7 separate regions of the Mus musculus genome follow, and all the other regions are linked to region 1. A link is a contact called in public HiCAR-type and promoter capture Hi-C data. All regions are on one chromosome and are shown on one strand. Each heading gives the region's core, a stretch centred on a gene start, on an enhancer-like site or on the middle of the called end of the contact. The rest is flanking DNA. Distances are from core to core; before and after follow the strand shown. Region 1 holds the start of Sec61a1 (Sec61 alpha 1 subunit (S. cerevisiae)). Region 2 holds the start of Xpc (xeroderma pigmentosum, complementation group C). Region 3 holds the start of Chchd4 (coiled-coil-helix-coiled-coil-helix domain containing 4). Region 4 holds the start of Slc41a3 (solute carrier family 41, member 3). Region 5 holds the start of Tia1 (cytotoxic granule-associated RNA binding protein 1). Region 6 holds the start of Fam136a (family with sequence similarity 136, member A). Region 7 holds the start of 1810044D09Rik (RIKEN cDNA 1810044D09 gene).

Region 1 (2,700 bases), core at 192-2,691:
TCTTCATTGTCCTGAAGACTAAGACAATTCATGTTTATTGCATTTTAAAATACCATTGTCAGGGGTTCAGAGAGATGGCTCAGCGGTTAAGATCGCTTGCTTTTCTTCCAGAGGACCTGAGTTCAGTTCTCAATACCCATGACAGGTGGCTCCCTCTTCTACCTTCAAAGGGCACCTGTTATCATACTTACGTGAGCACAGAAACAATAAAAATAAATCTCAAAGAAATACTTAATCAAAACTTCATTTAGATTTTATTGTCTCTTTAGGCATCTGTCTCTAATATTTAATAATTAAATCTTTAAAATGTGTACATGCAAAAACACTGCACCTCTGTTTCAAAAACCTCACATTGTGGCCTGCTGTGGTGGCACATGCACGGCTAGTCCCAGCACTCAGAGCAGTCAGGTGGGATCTCTGTGAATCTGAAGCCAGCCTAGTCTACATAGTGGTATCGAGGGCTACCTAGAGACCTAGCTTAAAGAATCGAAAACAAAAACCTCACATTGTGCTAAGTATATTGACTTAGTGCTTTCCCCTAAACCCATCTATATTTGTGTACGCACATGCAACTTAATGCCAAATTAAATATAAATGTCCTATCAATGACATGGGGCTGGCTGTCTAGAATGTTTCTAAGGACGTGGCCACAGCAAACCTCTCCGTTGAAGTCAGGACTTGGCTGCATGAAACTCAGCACTCAGGGTGCACAGCAAGAAGTCGATTTCAGACAGCACACAGCACTGAGATCAGAGATCCCACTAAAGAGTAAGTTTCATGTTGCCCCACCTTGCCCAGTCCCCTTCGCACACCCTTTCCTCCAGCCCAGATGTATTCTTTTCCCTGAAGATATGGGGCTGCAAGGCTTGGCTCGGTTTCTTCATCTCTCCTAACTCTCCAGTTCCAAAGGCCTTCTTGGAATGCGCTGCGCCAAAGCCCACCCAGAGCCGCCAGACCCGGCCTTTGCCGAACGTCCTCAAATGCATGAGCTCAGACATCCTTGGAGGCAGCCTACAGCACCCAGGAGGGTATTGTAGGGTAGGGTAAGCCATGCAGGGTAGGATTCAGCACACTGCTGCTCTGTCGTGCGTGACGAGCAGCAGCTGAGGCCTACTGGGTCGCGACATGCTATCACTGGTACTGAGGGCCACCGACACGGAAAGCCGAATCGCCTGCTTCGTAGGGCCAACACCACCACGAAGCGTCCACTAGTAACAAGGGCTGATTTGGCCCTCACTTCCGGGAGAGTCTGCGCAGCTGCACACGCCCAGTTCCGGTGTGGCCCGACAGTCGTCTTCCCGACAGCCTCTCTGCTCCTGCTGCATGCCGGGAGTTGTGGTCTTGGCGCAGGCGGCGCGGCGGGCGCGCGTGGCAGGAAGCGGAAGCGGCCGGTGGCCCATCCCCGGCCCCGCCTCGCCGCGCCGCTCGCCGCCGGGCTATCACTGACGTGTCTCTCGGTCGAGGAAGCGCGCTCCGGAGCTAGCAGCGCCTCCTCACTCGAAGTGGAGCGCAGTCGGGGCCGGGCGTGTAGTCGGATCAGCCGCCGCCATGGCGAGTGAGTTTCCTGGGGGCCACCCCGGCGCAGCCAGGATGCGTCGCCTTTCCCCGTTTGGGCGCTCGCCCGCCGTGCTTCCCGATCCTGGCGGAACGCGGCCTGCCTGGGGGACTCGTTCCCGCGCCCCTAGACCGAGCCTTCTGGGTCCCCGCACGCCCACGCCCGGCTCTCATCGTGCCGGGCTCCCTCAGGTGCCCTCAAGTTACTCCGTACCTAACTCCTTCTCTTTCTGTTTCTTCCATCAAAGTCAAATTTCTGGAAGTCATCAAGCCATTCTGTGTCATCTTGCCGGAAATTCAGAAGCCAGAGAGAAAGGTAAGTCCCCAGATGGTGGTCAAAGAAGACTTGCAAAATTGGGCGCTGGGAGTTTACAGTACAATTAAAAATGGCCTCAGCACACCGAGTGAAAACTGCCCCTCTGGAGTGTAGCTGTGTGTGCTGGGATACTCACGGGAGCCGTTGAAAGGTGACCCGGTTGTGTGGGAATTCTCCCAACACCTTGTCTCGTTAGGAGCATCTTTAGTGGATAGTGGTTAACAAAGCCTCAGGTTTGCCTAGTCCGAAAGTGGGTCTGAGCAGTGATTGATTAAGACCTCAGTTAGGATCCCAGATTGAGTTACCCTCCGTTCTTCACCTCCAGCAGGAGCAGATGATGGGGTGTTTGTTTCGTGTGGGAGGTGACTTCGGTATCTGGTTTCCAAAGGAAAAATCGAGTCGTGTAATCGATATGAACGTGTTTGTGGTTTTTATTTGAATGTATGCTGCCCCAGCATCGAGTTTACATGCACTAGTGAAGTCTGCTGCCATTGACAGCAGGTGCTCTAAAACAAGGAAGGAGAGAACTGTAGCACCTTAATGCTTAATGTGAATCTTAATCAGAATTTCTGTGGCAGGCAGCTTCGGCCCAAGAATAAATGTTCCTAGTGTGAGAGTGCCCGGTGAAGGAAAGTCCAGGCCCATGGGCTCAGAAAACAGTAAATCTACTTTGTGTTCCTGGTTTGGTTTTTGGTGTTTTTTTTGGTTTTGGTTTTGGGGTTTTTTTTGTTTTGTTTTGTTTTTTTTGGTATTTTGGGTTTTTTTTTTTTTTTCAGACTGTCATATATTCACATCTGGCATTTGTAGTTGGCATTCACATGGATACTTTG
Region 2 (2,700 bases), core at 46-2,545, 3.0 Mb before region 1:
TCTGAGATGTTTTAACAGACTTACGTGTAGTCTGCCTCGAAGCTCTCGGTCATTTCTCATTTTCACATAAATTCGCTCATCCAGGCTGAGCCTGATCAGATCCAGGGGCTCCTCTACGGTATTGGTGGTCTGTTGCTGAGGAAAGGCAAAGGCTTACTCATAGGATACAGAGGCCGGGTGGTGTTTCAATCACTGGTCAGCTGAGAGAGCAGCATGTGGGTGCTAGTACACAACCAGGGTTGTCTCCAAGATCAGCAAGCGCTCTTATCTGCCAAGCCACCTCTCCAGCCCCAATAAATCCCCATTAAGGAACTTACACTCTAGTTGTGGAAGAAACACTTTAAATAAATACATATTTAAAACAACATGCTCTGGAGAGAAACACAGTAGGGTAGCACGTACGTACGTACATACGTGTGTGTGTGTGTGTGTGTGTGTGTGTGTGCAGGGGCTATACATATTTAAAACAACATGCTCTGGAGAGAAACACAGTAGGGTAGCACGTACGTACGTGTGTGTGTGTGTGTGTGTGTGTGTGTGTGTGTGTGTGTGCAGGGGCTGTGTGTGCATGTGAGGGTGTGAAAGACATTTTGGTGGCCAAGGTACACCAGCTACCTAAGAAATAGGGAAGGGTAGGTGCAGAGGCCCGTAGGCCCTTCTGTTGGCCTGTGTACCAGATCTTTGCTTGTTTTCTTCATACTCCATCTCTAGCAGTTTCTCCATCTCCTAGAACTGCACCTTTCCTCTGACCTCCCCTCGTAATTCACTCCAAGGGAACCACTGCCTGTGCCCCCCGTGTTCACTCGGATTGCTAAACTGGTGTCCTGCTACGACCTCCCGCTTTCTGTCGGAATCCCGACAGCTAGCTCCCAGAGATGGGCATCTCCAGCCGCCTGCATTCATTCTACAGAGAAAGGGCGACGACGAGCGCGATGGGTAGACGGGCGGGTTGAGAAACTCTGGGCCTACGGAGGTTTCAGGAGCAGGCCCGGCTACGGAAGGCCGTGGTGACTCGGAAAAAAAGAAAAGGGCCATCCCACGGGAAGCGTGGAAAAAGCGAGAAGCGAAAGCATTTCCTCTTCGAACGCCTCAGGTCAAACTTACCTGATCTACGTCGTCCGCCATGTTTCAAACGCTGCGCCCTTTCCACCTCTCGCGGGAACAGGAACTCAGAAACCTTAGGCCGCCACGCACTGAAGGCGAACTATATTATTTTTGTCCCTTCGCGCCCTCGTAGTTTGCATGGGGGCGGGGCTTCCTTCGAGGGCGTGGTCCTACCCTGGGCTGGGGGCGCGGCCAGGCGTGGCCCGCCTCCGGGCGGGGCGGGCACGCGGAGACCTGCGGCGTCCTGCGCGGTAGTCCCGAGGAACGCCTCTGGCTAGCATGGCCCCAAAGCGCACCGCAGACGGAAGGCGGCGGAAGCGGGGCCAGAAAACCGAGGACAACAAAGTAGCCCGGCACGAGGAGAGCGTTGCGGGTGAGAGGCCGAGTCTGCAACATGCCAGGCAGTGGTGGCTGAGGCTGGTGCGGGCGGCGGAGCGGATCTGCGCCTGTGGCAAGGTCTCCACGGCCGGGTGCGCGGCGTCCCCGAGGGCCTCTGCTATCAGCCTTAAACCCCTCTGTTAACCATTAGAGCCAAGTTCAGCCTCTAAGCAAGTGTTGAAGGCTGAGCAGCAGAAAGCTTCGCAGTTACCAGGTGTCTCAAGGAGACCCCAAAACCAAGACGGAGGGAGACTCTAGTGCGTGCGAGATCTCTCTCCAAATTCCCGACTGCCATCCAGTGTAACTCCAGAGTTTAGGATGTGCTTTGTTGTTGTTGCTTTGTTTTTCCGGACAAGGTTTCTCTGTGTAGCCCTGGCTGTTCTGGATCTTACTTTGTAGACCGGGTTGGCCTCAAACTCAAGAGATCCACCTGTCTCTGCCTCCCTAGAGCTAGGATTAACCCGTGTCTGCCACTGCGCCCTGGCTAGAATGCGCTTCTTACCTAGATCTTGAACAAAGCAAAACTTCCATCTTCCCTCTTAAACAAATCCATCCTCCAGTTGTTCCATTTCAATAAATCACACCTTTTCTTAACTGCCAGTTCGGCAGCAAGTCCAGTCAGCTTCGGAACCAATGAAATCTGTACCTAATTCTCTTTAATTTTATAGCTGGAGATCCTGTCCACAATTGAGTAAGTGAACTTCACGTTGCTTCTTTTCTGGCTTCCTCTCATCTGTCTGCCTCAGGTCATCATCTAGCAGCCAAACGGATGTAGAACAACAAAACCTCATGCCTCTGTCTTCTTATCTAAAACCCCCTCAGACTTGCGCTCTGCAAGTATAGCATCTTCCTCACTTAGCTGGTTTCCTACAGGATTTAGAGGCTGTCACAATTCTGTCTCCTTTCCAAATATTCTTGTTTTGATTTTTTCCTGTTTATTTTAAACAGCAGGCTGGCCTAGAAATCTGGATCTTTCCGTTTCAGATATTCTTATTTTGATTTTTTTTTTTCCTGTTTATTTAAACAGCTGGCTGGTCTAGAAGTCTGACTTCCGGTCTAATCCTCCTGATCACAGGGATTGCAGATGCCTGGTTCTTTAGTGACCTGCTTTCTGCTCTTTAGATATGCTGTATATTTATCTGGAGGCTGGCCTTTGGTGTTTCTTTGGCTTAGAATGTTCATCATGGATATTTGATGGGGCTAATTTCTTCTCTGCTT
Region 3 (2,700 bases), core at 55-2,554, 3.0 Mb before region 1:
TATGCCAAACAGATATTGCTTGCACAGTGGGTGAAACAAACTCCGGCCTCCCAGGAGGTGAAGTCTGCCGGACTGAGGAGGGGCCTGGGAAGAGGGTGTAACAGGCCCAAGGAGGGCTGTAGTGACACTCTACCAAGGAGGGAGTAAGGGTGTGCCTGGGGCTGGCAGTGCTCCTGAGATGGCTTCAGAGGCGCTTTCACCAGAGGCACTGGTGACTCACCGGCTTCTCCCACACCCAGTCCCCTAGTAGGTGGTGTTGCTCCGTTTGTTGAATGAATGTTAAGATTCACTAGGAAAATTCTTAAGGACTAGTTGCAGTAGGAAGAGGCCAGAGGTCTGGGTGAACTATCCTCAGCTAGGGGCTCTAACCAAATCAGTGCACCAGGAACCCGGCAGCAGAGAAAAGTCTCCCTCTCCACGTCATCCAGCCAGGCTAGTCCAGCTACAGTAGCATCACACAGCCTTTGAGTACACACCCCCTAGGGAGCGAAGACCAAAGAAGCATTTGCTGGACAGTTCCACCTGGGCAGGATCACCTCATCAGTCTGCTCACCAATAGACACTTTCCCCGTGGTCCTTCAGTTCCCCAAGTTCCCCAAGTTTCGTATCCCCAGGGGCCCAGAGAGAAACTAGGAGTGGAAGAAGCAGCCGTGCACGAGCGGACTCGACTAATTGCTGAGGCCCACAAACGCGCAGCCCGAGATGGAGAAGCTCAGAGAGCTGAGGGCAGCTGCACCCACTGGGGTAGCACCCCTGTAAGACCCAGCGCGGATCCAGGGAAAAAGCGGCCCGGATGATGGTGTCACCCGGGCATCAGGAAGCACTTACGTTCGCTGCCATGGTGGGCTTGGTTCGCTGCCGCCGTCTTGCTCTATTCCGCTAGGAATTGGGCTGACGACCGGAACGCAGAATACGGTGACCTCCTGTCTGCCACAGAGCTGCAAGACTTCTCGTGGAATCCAGGACCTGGCGGGACGCAGGACAAAAGTTACCGCCCTGCCTAAGCCTCAAGTTGTCTGCGCGTGCGCATCTTAAGGGCTGCTGGGAAATGTAGTCCGACGTCTGACACGTTCGCCACAAAATTACAAACCACTGTATTTCACTGGTGCGCGTGCGCGCTGCAAGATTTCTGGGAAATGTAGTATCGGTCTAGTTGGAGAGGCGCAAGGGCTGCTGGTCAGTGTAGTTTTCGACTGAGAAGCGGTTCTGGTGCTTAGGACGCGCGGAGGCAGGCGCGCGGCGGGCAGGCCTGGAGGGGGCGGGTCTGTGCGGGCCTCAGTGCCACCCGCCAGGCCTGAGAAGCGGCGAGGGAGGTCACGGCGAGAAGGTGTATCCGCTCCAGCCGCGCCCGCTGCCTCTGCGAGCTGCAGAGGACTGTCGGGAACAACCATGTCCTACTGCCGGCAGGAAGGTGAGTCGGGCGCTGCCATGGAGACCGGCCGGGACGGGCCTGCGAGAGACACGCGATCAAGTGGTCTCCACCGAGCGGCTGTGGGCCCTTTAGTGGGCCTCACGCGGCGGTTTCCAGACGAGAGAGGCAGAGGCTCCGTGAGGAACGAGGCCGGTCCAAGGTCAAGGTGAAGCCCGAACCCGGGCCTCGGAGGGCCTCACGTGGGCCTGGCCAGTGTGGAGCACGTTGTCTCTGGCTGGGAATCGGGGACTGTTAGGAATTAGACACCGTCGCTCCTAGCACTCCCCACGTGGTTCTATCCCGCCCAGGCTTTTTAGCTATCCCGAAAAATTACCGCTTGGGCTAGAGTGGGCGTGCTGAAGTGCATCTGGCAGGAGCATTTAGTGAGCGCCTTCTGTGTACTAGGCACGCTTTTAAACTTAACGTAGCCATTTTTATATGTCGGGTTCCCTTACTGTCCACGTCTTATCAAACGGAAAATTAAGACAGGTTACTCGATCCAGGAACCCACATCAGGTCACGAAACCGGGACCCGCTATGAAAGAGCTTCCTTTCTTCCGTCATTTCTAGCCACGTTGAGGACCACTCACTACCTGTTGTTACCTGTAAGCAGCAACCCAGAAGAATCCAGACCAATCTGTTGCTCTAAGGTCTCCCAGCACTGACTGGCTTCTTATGTCTGAGCTGCCAAACCCGCCAGGCCCTAGTTTCCACTCCTGTAAATTGAGAGATCAGGCGTCATTTACTCTGGTATTCACGAAGCACGTGCCCAAGGCAGGAAAGAGTTGGAGGGCTCTTGAGAATACAAAGCTACAGAGAGACTTGGTTCACCCAGAATTCTCAGCTCCTTTACTCTTAAGTCTAGAGAACATGAGGTACAAAGGAGGAAGTGATCCACCCAAGGCCATACATCCAGTTAGAAGGCCCCAGTCCGCTGTAGAACCCCCTCCTTCCCAGCATCATCATTGGTGCCTCTCCCGAGGACTGTTTCTGTTGGTTAGCACTTGGTGTTCCGCATACGAAAGTCCTTGACCCAGCACTGTTAGGCGGATTCCTAGGATGACTTTTGTTTCCTCCAACCTAGTTGGTAGGTTGATGACGAGTCTTTGAGTTAAGGAGGCTATGCAGATAAACATTTCTACCCCTCTTGATGGATTTACAGACCTCGGGTTTTTCAGGAAGGAGGATGGGTCCATCAGCTGCTAATGCAACATAGAGCCCGTCTTCTTCCTGGTTCAAAAGGTGTGTGTGTATGTGTTTAGTGGTTCTCCGTTTTTGAGACAGTCTCA
Region 4 (2,700 bases), core at 99-2,598, 2.1 Mb before region 1:
TTCTTGACTTTATAGAACATTCCGGTGGGAATGTACGGGAACCCAAACTCAGGGTTCGAATCCCAGTTTCTCCTCTTCGCAGATGTGTGACCTTGGGAGAGCAAAATACCATCCACCTCAGAGTATGAACGGAGCGCTGTAAGACCCTTTATCCTAGGGTACCTTCAGAGGTTTTGCTTACTACCAAAAATATTAAGAGAACATTTCTAGAAATAAAGAATTTGTAGGTTTTGTGCTCAGTTCTGAGCAGCATGGTGGACCGATTCAGTTAACACTACACTGTCCCTCCTAGAACATGCAGCACTCCTCGGCATAGGGATCTATGCTGCAGATGCTGCCCATCAGCTAGTCACCCTCTCAACAGTTGTTAGGGTGGCTGAGCTGTTGGCCAAGCAACGCTTAGTCTACTTAATAATGGCACAAGTATAGTGATGGTGACAATTGTATCACAGTATATGATTACACCTGCCCTACCTTAGGGGTGTTCATCTTTTACTGTGTCTAGTTCACAAGTTAAGCTCTACCATAGGTATGTATATTAGGAAAACAATCTATATGTCTGGATATCATTCCAGGATTCAGACACTCTTTGGGAACATGTTTGTAACTCCCTGCAATAAGGGGAGATCACTATACCCTTCTATAGTATATTTTCCTTACAGGGCACTTGGCCTGACTCCAGGCTCTTCTGTACTACTTTACAGTCGTGGTTCTTAAGCTACCATAGTACCAGCATGAGGCCAGCCAGCGTCAGGAAGCAGAGCAAGCTCATCTAGATATCTGGGTCAGGTTGGAATGGCTGCGTCTCTAAGTGGTCTCCGTGGCGAAGAAGCAGTTTGAAAACCTGAGTTTTAAAAGATTTATAGAAAGGATCTGGTAGACTGAGGGATCTTCTCAAGTCTGAACAACCTCTAGCTTGACAACCTGGAGCGCAGGGACAGCTCGCTGAGCCTGCCTTAGGGTGGTCAAGGATGATCTCGGGGTGCTGAAGGAGTTAACCATAACCCCTAGAGTCAGGCGCTCTGGGGTTCATCACAGGCAGAGGGAGAGAGATCAGCGGGGCGGGTCCCTGCAGACCTTTGGAGCGAGGATGCCACAAACTGACCCGCCCAGTGTGCCTAAGACAGATCCTGTGCCCCACGCCCCATCCCGAGGGCCATTGACGCTCCGCTTTCCCTTGGCTTCCCCGGCTCCCAGTCCAGCTCCTGCCCGCGCTTACCGGTCCTCTCCCGGCCGGCGGCGAAAGCGAGGCGGCCAGGCGCGCGCTGGACACTGTGGAGGCCTGCGGCGGGAGGAAGCGAGAAGGGCAGCAGGCGGGCCAGCCCCGCCCTGCCTAGGCGTCCAGACAGAGGGGCGGGGCCACAGGAGGGGAGGGTTGCTGGGCGAGTGTTGTGGGCGGGGCCAATCCACAGAGGTGGCGCTTGAAAAACCCAATTTTTAAAGCCTTTTAGTCAGGACAGCTCTCTGATCGAGCAGTGGGGTGTGCAGGGATGCTCCCTGGGTGCCGAAGGACCCAATGACACGCCTCAGAGGCGGTGCCGCTTGGGGTGGGGCCAAGAAAGAAGAAGCTAGACCCCGGAACAGGACCATGAGTAGGGCGGGGTCACGGGCGGGGCCACGGGCGGGGGCGGGGCTGGGCGACGGAGTAGCCTCCAGTAGCACACTGCAAGGGCCAGCTTCCCTTAGGATACACATTTGCCTGTTCAGTTTTCAATCTGACATTTCTGAATATTTCACCTTTGAACACTTGTGTATGTGTCATGAAAGTTCTTCTGTCCTTCAACATGTGTGATCCTCTCACTCTTATCAAGATACAGCCTTGGAAGACTCAGCCAGCAGTGGTGAGCCTCAGTGGACACCAGCTCCTACAATCTATCCCGTGCCCCCACTTATGGCTCTTGGCTGATTCAAGAATCCTGAGCCCTGGCTGGATTCTAAGCTGCCAACTGCACCTGCAGAAACCGGATGTGCAAGACCTGTAAGACAGTAGTTTTGAAGAATACAACACAAAAAAAGTATGACAGGGCAAGGCCCGGGGAGATGCAAGCCCAGTTCCTGGATTCTGTCCCCAGCAAATGAAAAACAAAACAAAAACAGATGACAGTGTTCCACATGTTAGGAGAATTTACAGACTGGATGGCTTACATTGTCAAAATATAGTGCTGAATTCCAAGCTCCCAAAGTGATTGCATTTGTCAATCCAGCTTATGTAAGAGGTAGCAATGAACAAGTGAAGTCACAGGGTGCAGTCACAATGCGACTGGAGTCCTCTCAGGAAGAGACCCTGCCAGCTCATTCTCCCTGTGTGCATGCAGGTGAGACATAGAAAGACAGTAGGAGGGAGGCGTCACCAGGAATAGCCATCCATGAACCTTGAACTCCATGTTGATATGCTTTCATTTATTGTAACAAAATCAACTTATACAAAGAAAAGGGTTTATTTTAGCCCATACTTTTGAAGGTTTCATAAAGGTTTAACGAGTTTGATTCCCAGACTGAGGCACTGTGGGCAGGTGGGGGGTAGCAGAATCTTAGGTCTGACTAGAACAGGGAAAAGCAATAACTGGTGTCACAGTCTTGAAGAGAACCCTGGACCTCAGCCCCTGATCCCTCCATCACAAACCCTTTGATTAAAGGCTGACCCAGAAAGCCCTGTGACAGTGAAAAGGAGAGGCAGAAAAGACAACAGGAGGTTCACTA
Region 5 (2,700 bases), core at 180-2,679, 2.1 Mb after region 1:
TGAAAATGGGCGAGGGGAAAAAGAATAACGTATCTGTACTTCAGAACAATTTTAATAACTAGAAAATGTCAAAAAGAACCCTAAATGTACATAGCTCTAAAAGTACCAGGATTCTAGAAATAAAAAGCTATGGCAGGAACTAGGTGCAGAGTTAAGGCCCGTAACATGATACATGTTCATCCTACTTCATTTATATGAACTATATGCACGATACATCAAGTTGCAATCTTCAAATATACCGGGAGAAAAAAACAACAACCAAAACCCACAATTTCTTGAGCTTTTCTTTTTTGCCCTGTGAAACCCAACAAAGGCACAACCGCCTCAACCCGTGCGTTGAAAAACAAAGAATGCAAGGGGAAGTTACATGACAAAGACAATATCCTAGACTCGAGTTACAAAATATTCACTAAAGATGCTTACACCTGACTGACCACAGTTACTCCATTAATAAAAATGTCAACCACTAGTCGCAAATGGTGGTAAATATGTTTTAATGAAACCCACTTTCCCTCGGTAGATGCATCCCTCCGAGTGAGATTTCCATTTTTTAAGAACGGTTTCAACATCCTTGGGTGTCCAGTTAGGTTTTTTGGTCGAGGGTCAGGGGAGTACTACAGAGGGAAAGCCGAAGACCTTCGAGAAAGATGTCTGGCTTTTTTTTTTTTTTTCTTTCCAGTTCTCAACTGCAAGTATAAAGTTTTTAACCTCAGCCTTCAAGAATTAAAAATGAAAAAAATCCTACCAAAAGAAAAGAGAAAGGACGTTCCAGATGGAAATCTGGAAAAGATTCATCGAAAAGAGGGGGCGGGGAAAAAAAGGACGCAAGCATGGGACTCCAGGAGGACGTGCCGAGTCCTGAGGAGAGCTTTGAATGAAAAGTCCTTCCTCCAGGTCTGGGGGCCGCGGGTGCAGCCAGCCGAGGGGTGACAGGGGCCGAGCCCCTCTCCCGCCATCGTCCTCTCGGCCCGGCTCGGCTCTAAGCATCCTGGCGTGCGCACGGGAGGGAGGAACCACCACAGCGCGGCGTCCACGGAGAACAATAGGCTGCAGAGAGGCGCAGGGCCGCGGCCTCCCTACGGGGCGACCACCATCCCGCCTCCCTCAACGCTGCTCCAGACTCACAGAGTCTTGGGCATCTCGTCCTCCATGGCTGCTGCGGTCGCGGCGGCACCTCAGGGTCCAGCTCCCTGCCCTTCGCTACCTCCCAAATCCTTGAGGCGGGCTATGGCTGCGGAAGAGCCGGCCTCCTCGCTTGACCGGAGGCTACTTCGCTTTCTTCTTTGGCAGCGATTACACAAAAAAAGGCCCGGCCTACCGCGAACAATGAAACCCCGATCCAAGATGGCGGCGAGCCGGACGCCTAGGAGCCGGCAGCCGAGTGACCCGTGCCGCGCATGCGCACAGCCAGCTAGCATGCTCACCCTCCTGGCAGCCGGGTTTAGGCTTCAAGGACGGGGTTCACTTGGTGCGCAGCCGCGCTGCCACCAGGCAAGGGATGGCTCAGAGTGCGCAGACGCAATGCCAGTAGTTTAGGATTTCTGTAGTTTCAGAGCGGAGTGTTTCATTTGTGAATTATATAGTGAAATTAAAAATCCTTGGGGAGGTTAAAGAAATAAAATAGCAGGTGTTTTTCTAGCAGGAAAATTTTCTTTTTGCACACTATTTAAAGAGAGAAAAGACATGCGCCGCCCGGGAATCGAACCCGGGTCGCAAGAATGGGAATCTTGCATGATACCACTACACCAGCGGCGCTGTTGAGGATTTGGGCGTCCGAAAACTCATAGGAGATACGTTAGTATCTCTGCCTATTGGATTCTTGATTTATGTAAATGAAAATTAGAACGAATTGATACTTGCACTTTTTCCGTTGCTTTATGAAACGATTCATTCTTTCTCATACCAATGCTGTTGAGTGGCTGTTTGAGAAAAATCTCGACTTTCATTTTTGCTTATTATTTAGAAGTAAGAGTTGTGGTAAGAAAATAAGGTCTACTTGACAATAAGCAATACTTTGCGAGCAGGAATCATATTTATGTCTGGATTTCTTTTGTATACCCAATGTAATCGAAAAGCTGGTAATAACAGAGTTACTGTTGCAAATTGGTGAGAAGAATCTCAACAGTCAGCCCTTGCTTAGGGTTCAGAGTTATGGCTCTGGAATGTGGTTCCGGTACTTTTTTTTATCCTTTCTTATTACACTATACATATTATGTAAAGCATTTATTAAAGACGTGAAAGTTTTTGTATCCAATGTCGTTCTTTTACATCAGTGGTCCTCAAGATTCCTAATGTTGCGACCTTTTAATACAGTTCCTGGCATTGTAGTGACCCCAACCATAACAGTACTTTTGTTGCTACTTCATAACTGTAATTTTGTTACTGATATGAATTGTAATGTAAATACTTTCAGCGATAGAGGGGTGGTAAAGGGGTCGCGACCCACAGGTTGAGAACCAATTGCGTACTCTGCCATATTTGGGATTCCCTCTCTCTTTCCTTCTTCCTCCCTCCTTTCCTTCCTTCTTTTCTTTCAACTTTTCTGTTTTTCAAGACAGGGGGTCTCTGTGCAGAACTGGCTGTCCTGGAATTAGCTCTGTAGACTAAACTAGCTTCAAACTCAAAAGATCCTCTTGCCTCTGCCTCCCTAATGCTGGGATTAAAAGCATGAGCCACCACCACCCCACATTTGGGAGTTCT
Region 6 (2,700 bases), core at 126-2,625, 2.2 Mb after region 1:
TACAACACAACATAGATTGTATTTGGTACATCAAAAAGGCATAAAGGTGCTTGGTTAGAAACCCCCTTGGTAACTTTCTTTTATATTACTGTTTCTGTGGCAAATATAGCACAACTTAACAGCACACCCAGGGCTTCTTCCAGAATATCAACCCTCACGGACACCAGGGCTCCCACCAGTGTTGACAGGACCTAAGGCAGAACGAGTGTTTCTCATCCCCTGCCAAGGAGCTGCTGTTCAAGGACTTGGGAGCTGTGAGGCATTCCTGACCTGGAACCTTTCCAGCTCGCTGGTGACCAGAGCCTGGGCTTGAGCCAGAGGCGCATGGCAGCGCTCGATGCATTGGTGCACCTGCTGCATAGATGCTTGGGTGTCTTCACAGCAGTTGGCGCTGCACCGGAACATGAGGCCCTGGGGAGCGAAGACAGAGCCTGGTGAGACTGGAAAGACTCTGAGGACAGCTCTCGAAGGACAAGGCCTTGGAGGCCATGCTTCTCTACCTGTTTTGTTTTATTTTTCCCGCCGTATCATCAGGACTTCGTAAGACTGGGACGGTTACCAGGCCTAACATTTGTAGGATGGGGATATATGTTCTTGGGAGCGCGCTTGCTAGTTCTAAGAAAGCCTTGCGTTCCATTCCGCACAGCACAAAGCCAGGGTGGTGGCCCATGCCTGTAATCCTCGCACTCCAAAGGTGAAGGCAGGAAGATCGGGGGTTGGAAGTCAACCTGGGTTAAAAGAGACCCTGTGTGCTGCTATGAGCTCACTGATAAGATAATGTACCCAAGACTGAACCGGAAGAAACCACGTTCTGAAAATCAGTTTTTGTATTTCTGTAGCAGAGTTCAGAGGTCGGCCTGGCTAGTCAACGCCCCACAAGGCGATCGAAACAGTAGAGGGTGATTAAGGGGTGAAGTTAAGCGAGGCCAGTAGGGTGAGGGAGACGGGGCCCACGCTCACGGGCGTTCAGGGTTCGTGGCATCTAAATCAGCGCAGGACGGCCCGAAGGGATTTCGGTCTGGTGGTTCTCCTGGGCCGGTCCCTCCGAGCCTCGCGCCAGATCACCTCAGGGGCGGCCGAACGCTCGTCACCGAGGCCAGGTGGGAGGAAACCGCCCCACGCGAGGCCCGGAGCTCGAACGTCACCGCGCCACCCCCGCCCGAGTTTCCAATCCCGTTTGGGCGCCGGACCGCGCCGCTACCTGCATCTTCCGGATGTTCTCTCTCTCCACACTTTTCACCATGGCGTCCACAGCCTCCTGCACTCGGAGTTGCTGCACCTCCGCCATGGCGACCCTGAGCTCAGCCGCGCCGGCGCCCGCGTGTGCACCCGCTGCGCCCCGCCCCCTGCGCCCGTGCGGGCTTCTCAAGCCACTGAGTCCCACCCTCCGGCTTCGCCCCGCCCTCGGCTGCGCCCCGCCCCTAGCTAGTGAGTCCCGCCCCTTTGCGCTGAGCCCGACCCCCCACCGAGTCACCGCACAGTCTTCCGAGTACCTCGCCCTGGCCCCTGGCCATTGCGCCCTTGTCCTCAGTAAGCGTTCCCGTTCCCGCATCCTCATCGCCCCCTGGCGTCTAGGTTAAGCAACTTCAGGCAGGAGACAGCGGGCGCGCCGCTGGTTCTTCCGTGGAGCCAGGCTTTTGGTGGCCAAAGATCTCTTCGTCGTCTGACTTCTTTTCTTCCTCTCTTTCTCTCTCTCCCTCTGTCAATCCCAATTTTAAAAAAGCGAATGTAATTAGCAGCTCTTGTACAGCTCGATCAGATTTTATTATTGCTATCTTTGTCTTGGTTTCTTTTTGTTGCCGAACAGAATTTCATTAAATGTACATACCACAATTTGCTTTGTCAATTCCCCAGCTGGTGAACATTTATGCCGAGTTACTAGTTACTGCGAGTAAAGGGTACGGTATTCTAGATTGTCTCAAGAGTAGTGTGGGGGTATGGAGGGGCTGTAGATAGCGAGACCGTTGAGTAAGGGCGAGCTGTTTCTGAATGGATTGGTTCTGTCAGCCATGTGCTCTCGTGTTCCCATTTCTACTGTCTTATGCAGTCATCTCTGAAACACAAGTGGTCCCTTCTTCCCATGGGCCGATGCAGAGGGGAGCATCATTAGGTTAGGAAGAGGGCTACTAAAGGCTGCGTTAGAAGAGCTTGGGCTATAAGTGGTCCCATAGAGATAAGGGAAAGTTCGAGTGTTTCGGGAAATCTCTCTCGGCGAGCTAGCATTGAATTTTTGTATTGAACTAGAAGGCCCTTGCCTGGCACTCTGGAGAAGGAAAAGAATGACAGGCAGGTACGGGAAGCTTCAGAGGGCAAAACAGAAAAAAAAGGTTGAAGCTTTGTGGAATAGCCTGGAACGAAAAAAAAAAGACTAGCGTGTGAAGAGTGCTTGAGATTTTAGGCACTTGCTGTGATTCGCCACTAGATGGCAGGCTAGCTCTGTTTTGAGGGTAGGAAAAGCCACACAACCCATTGTCCTTTGAGAAAAGCTGTGTTCCTCCATGGCTGGGCTTTCCCTCTCTCAGATACCAGGGTTGGGGATAAAATGTGTCCACTACTTGAAGCCGGACTTACAGGGATCTTCCAGGAGCAGCTGGAGCCAGGGCGATGGCAGTGGTCACCCAACAGACCAGGTGCTTTGCAAGTACTTTGAATGGGGTCTGAAGCGGACCCTTCAGTGTCCATTTTTCTCTCACTGTGCAC
Region 7 (2,700 bases), core at 93-2,592, 2.9 Mb before region 1:
CTGTTATGCCTGTGGGCCCTGAGTTACAGGCTATATACAACTACTTAGGGTGATATTTCACATGGTGATTGTCAAATGGCAGAACTAGTAAAAGTAGGCCTACTTGTTAAAGTAAGTGACTTGTATGGGTATGTTTTGATCATGGTCCCTTCCTTCTCTCTGCTTTCTGTCCACCTTAAGACAAGTCACTCTGCTCACCAGCCACCACGATGGTTTGCCTCATCACAGGACCAGCCATAAGGGAGCTGGAGCCCTTGGACAGAAACCTGAAGCATGAGTCCAGGTGTGATTGTGGGGATTTTGGGAAGAGGGATAGTGGATGTACATCCAGAGGCAGTGAGGTCCCAGATGCCTCCTCTGTAGTGAGGGGGTCAAGCAGAAGAGCTCTCGAACCTGACAGATTTGTGAGCTGTCCTTGCTCAGCAGTCATGAGCACATCTCTGTGCCAAGAACTGAAGGGATAGCTGGAGCCCTCAGGCCACAGGGACTCAGGACACATGTGACTCCTGACAGTTGACCACTAACGTGGTCTGGCAGCCGCATCATTCCCCAGAAAATGAGTGTAGACAAACATCATCCAAACAGTAGTTTAATGTCCCAGGACCTTCCTGACCCTTTCAGCTGCTTCCTGAGATGAACAGGAATCACAGGGTAGAGGAGACACAGCACACTTCACGGGATACCAAAGACAGAGGAGAGAGGTGTGGATAGTCAACCCATGTGAACTCAAGTTGGTCTGGTGTCCCCTGGGTCTGCTCCCTCCCATGCAAGACAGGGAGCCTATGCGTGTGAAGGAGAAACAGCTGCGGCAGCGGGCGATCGCGGCGATCAGGGAGGCACATTCCCGCAGTGACTGACAGTTTTCTGTTTAGCACAGTCCCTGCGCACTGTAAGAAAGCGGAAGAGATGAGGGATCTGAGGATAGCCTCGGGATTAGTAACAAGCAGCAACCACTAGACCTGGCAGTGGATATGTGAACCCCATCACGTGCTACTGATAAGGAAACTAAACAACACCTGGAGTCAAGCCTCCCGCATCAGGAGGAAGACGAACTCGGGGGTGGGGGTGGGGTGCGGCGGGGAGGAGGCTATTTCTGAAGCCTATGAGAGCTGTTTCTGCCATGGCAGAAATATGCCTGCTCGCTTTCCCTTTCCATTTGATACTTAGTACCATGATGTTCCTTGGAAGTTATTTTTCACACATGTTCATCTATTGGGCAGTGTTCCTTTTCCAGATCTCAGGCAGAAGTCAGTGAAACATCTCAGCGTAAAGAGCCGCGGGAGCAGTCAGCACCGAAGGAGGAAGGGTCGGAAGACGGTTCTCAGGGACCAAGGCAAGGAAAGCGGCTCAAACTGATGACGCTACTGGCCAGCGCCTCAGGATGACGTCATGTAACCGCGCCGTCGCCGCTACTGCACTGGAGGCTCCGCCCAGCTTCTCCATTGCTAGCGCTTCAGTCTAGCAGGAAGGTCCCGTGCAGCTACCTTGGCATTCTAGCTGTCGGTTCATATTCGGGTGGAACTGGCCGTTTGAACACTCTTGAGAACTGTATTCTCATATCCGTAGCCCATCACTTGACTTCTAGGTATTCATTTTTTGAGTCTTTGTATATTCTAGACATTAACCCTGTCCTGTTCAGCTAGCAAGGTACTGCACGGTCCAAACTCGCCCTCCCGGGCGACCAGCTCATAATGACCTCCCGCCCTCAGTCTTATCGCTCATTTTTTTGTGGGGTGAGTGAGCAGGCCCCGTAGCACTAACTCCTGGAACCAGAGTATGTGGAACCACATGAGAGTGAGCTCGAAAACTGTAAAACAGTTGGTTTTACATCTATGATACATCTTTTAGTATGTTTAAGAGCTAATCCCATCCATTTGTAATTTTGATTGTAAACTTTGGATAAGATTTTTTCCAGAAGAAACACTGACATTTGCTTTGTGATTGAGTGAGTGTTCGCTGAGAGAACAGGTATTCAGCACGAACTCCTTTTTTTTTTTTAATCAAACATTTAATATCCTTTAAAATTCTTCAAGATATATCAACAGCCTATTTTATGTATAAAGATAAAGGAGGAAAGCAATGTATGTAATTAATGTGAAATTAAGACAACTTTCCTGAATATATATATACTATCTCAAATCAATAATAAAGATGAGTACTGCTTTTTTGCCTGTTAAGGAAAGTCATCTTATTGAAAAAACAAACAGCTGAAACGAAGTTTTCTCATGACACAAATGGACTAATTATACAGGTCTCAAAAATGTTTTAAAAAGTACCCTAAGAAGAAAATTTTCTCATTGGACTACACAGAAGCCATCATCTGTGGTGGGGGTGTATATGGAGGGATGTGTGGCAGCTGTTAGGGCTGGCAGCCTCTCCTGAAAACATCTAGAGATTTAATCTGACTCCTTTCATAACTTGCCCAGGACTGTGCCACGCCTGAAGGAATATAAACTCCTGTACAGCACTTGTTAAGTCATGGACTCAGTGTGGGTGTCCATCATTGGATGAATGGCAAAACAGCACAAACACACAGACCTAACTCCCCAGGGCACACACCCAACCATTCTCTCAGTCTGATTCTAGTATCCTGTCCCTCATATCTATTCTCTAAGACTGATCCCTAGTTTAAGTCAATTGAGGTCTGTTTTATGGTAGTGGTGCCTCTCCTATCTGGTGAGACTCCTGGTACCTCCCGTG

What was found. Promoter capture Hi-C pulls out the DNA fragments that hold promoters and counts their contacts. HiCAR-type assays count read pairs that join an accessible place to other places. Capture Hi-C pulls out chosen DNA fragments and counts their contacts.
Region 2: a promoter capture Hi-C map of adipose tissue shows a contact between it and region 1, with 3 times the contacts expected there. The contact joins the promoter of Xpc here to the promoter of Sec61a1 in region 1. A contact is called at or near these places in 5 of 39 promoter capture datasets (cranial neural crest, hippocampal neurons, liver and 1 more), 1 of 484 Hi-C or Micro-C datasets (natural killer cells), 2 of 115 datasets of contacts at active chromatin or transcription factors (astrocytes and thymic regulatory T cells) and 2 of 9 other capture datasets (adipose tissue and liver).
Region 3: a contact with region 1 is called in a promoter capture Hi-C map of adipose tissue, with 2.7 times the contacts expected there. The contact joins the promoter of Chchd4 here to the promoter of Sec61a1 in region 1. A contact is called at or near these places in 5 of 39 promoter capture datasets (cranial neural crest, embryonic stem cells, liver and 2 more), 5 of 484 Hi-C or Micro-C datasets (CD4 T cells, CD8 T cells, memory CD8 T cells and 2 more), 2 of 115 datasets of contacts at active chromatin or transcription factors (astrocytes and thymic regulatory T cells) and 3 of 9 other capture datasets (adipose tissue, embryonic stem cells and liver).
Region 4: a promoter capture Hi-C map of liver shows a contact between it and region 1, with 2.4 times the contacts expected there. The contact joins the promoter of Slc41a3 here to the promoter of Sec61a1 in region 1. A contact is called at or near these places in 1 of 39 promoter capture datasets (pre-B cells), 1 of 115 datasets of contacts at active chromatin or transcription factors (astrocytes) and 1 of 9 other capture datasets (liver).
Region 5: a contact with region 1 is called in a promoter capture Hi-C map of pre-B cells, with 2.7 times the contacts expected there. The contact joins the promoter of Tia1 here to the promoter of Sec61a1 in region 1. A contact is called at or near these places in 2 of 39 promoter capture datasets (liver and pre-B cells) and 2 of 484 Hi-C or Micro-C datasets (CD8 T cells and regulatory T cells).
Region 6: a contact with region 1 is called in a promoter capture Hi-C map of pre-B cells, with 5 times the contacts expected there. The contact joins the promoter of Fam136a here to the promoter of Sec61a1 in region 1. A contact is called at or near these places in 2 of 39 promoter capture datasets (neutrophils and pre-B cells), 2 of 484 Hi-C or Micro-C datasets (B cells and CD4 T cells), 1 of 115 datasets of contacts at active chromatin or transcription factors (thymic regulatory T cells) and 2 of 9 other capture datasets (adipose tissue and liver).
Region 7: a HiCAR-type map of astrocytes shows a contact between it and region 1, with 5 times the contacts expected there. The contact joins the promoter of 1810044D09Rik here to the promoter of Sec61a1 in region 1. A contact is called at or near these places in 3 of 39 promoter capture datasets (the 3T3-L1 cell line and liver), 1 of 115 datasets of contacts at active chromatin or transcription factors (astrocytes) and 2 of 9 other capture datasets (adipose tissue and embryonic stem cells).

The regions. Positions count from the first base shown.
Region 1 is chr6:88,517,541-88,520,240 of GRCm38.p6, reverse strand. Sec61a1 (Sec61 alpha 1 subunit (S. cerevisiae)) reads left to right here and starts at 1,441. Exons shown (of 12, transcript NM_016906.4): 1 at 1,441-1,555; 2 at 1,803-1,870. The coding sequence starts at 1,549.
Region 2 is chr6:91,514,483-91,517,182 of GRCm38.p6, reverse strand. Xpc (xeroderma pigmentosum, complementation group C) reads left to right here and starts at 1,295. Exons shown (of 16, transcript NM_009531.2): 1 at 1,295-1,477. The coding sequence starts at 1,384. It overlaps Lsm3 (LSM3 homolog, U6 small nuclear RNA and mRNA degradation associated), which reads right to left and starts at 1,148. Exons shown (of 4, transcript NM_026309.2): 1 at 1,105-1,148; 2 at 25-135. The coding sequence starts at 1,125.
Region 3 is chr6:91,472,027-91,474,726 of GRCm38.p6, reverse strand. Chchd4 (coiled-coil-helix-coiled-coil-helix domain containing 4) reads left to right here and starts at 1,304. Exons shown (of 3, transcript NM_133928.2): 1 at 1,304-1,411. The coding sequence starts at 1,390. It overlaps Tmem43 (transmembrane protein 43), which reads right to left and starts at 1,020. Exons shown (of 12, transcript NM_028766.3): 1 at 829-1,020. The coding sequence starts at 840.
Region 4 is chr6:90,603,528-90,606,227 of GRCm38.p6, reverse strand. Slc41a3 (solute carrier family 41, member 3) reads right to left here and starts at 1,348. Exons shown (of 11, transcript NM_027868.2): 1 at 1,220-1,348.
Region 5 is chr6:86,402,948-86,405,647 of GRCm38.p6, reverse strand. Tia1 (cytotoxic granule-associated RNA binding protein 1) reads right to left here and starts at 1,429. Exons shown (of 13, transcript NM_011585.4): 1 at 1,126-1,429. The coding sequence starts at 1,151. n-TGccc4 (a tRNA gene) reads right to left here and starts at 1,755; the gene lies at 1,685-1,755.
Region 6 is chr6:86,364,321-86,367,020 of GRCm38.p6, reverse strand. Fam136a (family with sequence similarity 136, member A) reads right to left here and starts at 1,375. Exons shown (of 3, transcript NM_025591.3): 1 at 1,202-1,375; 2 at 271-411. The coding sequence starts at 1,288.
Region 7 is chr6:91,439,629-91,442,328 of GRCm38.p6, reverse strand. 1810044D09Rik (RIKEN cDNA 1810044D09 gene) reads right to left here and starts at 1,342. Exons shown (of 2, transcript NR_038153.1): 1 at 1,171-1,342; 2 at 574-887. It overlaps 4930471M09Rik (RIKEN cDNA 4930471M09 gene), which reads left to right and starts at 1,475. Exons shown (of 3, transcript NR_045980.1): 1 at 1,475-1,968.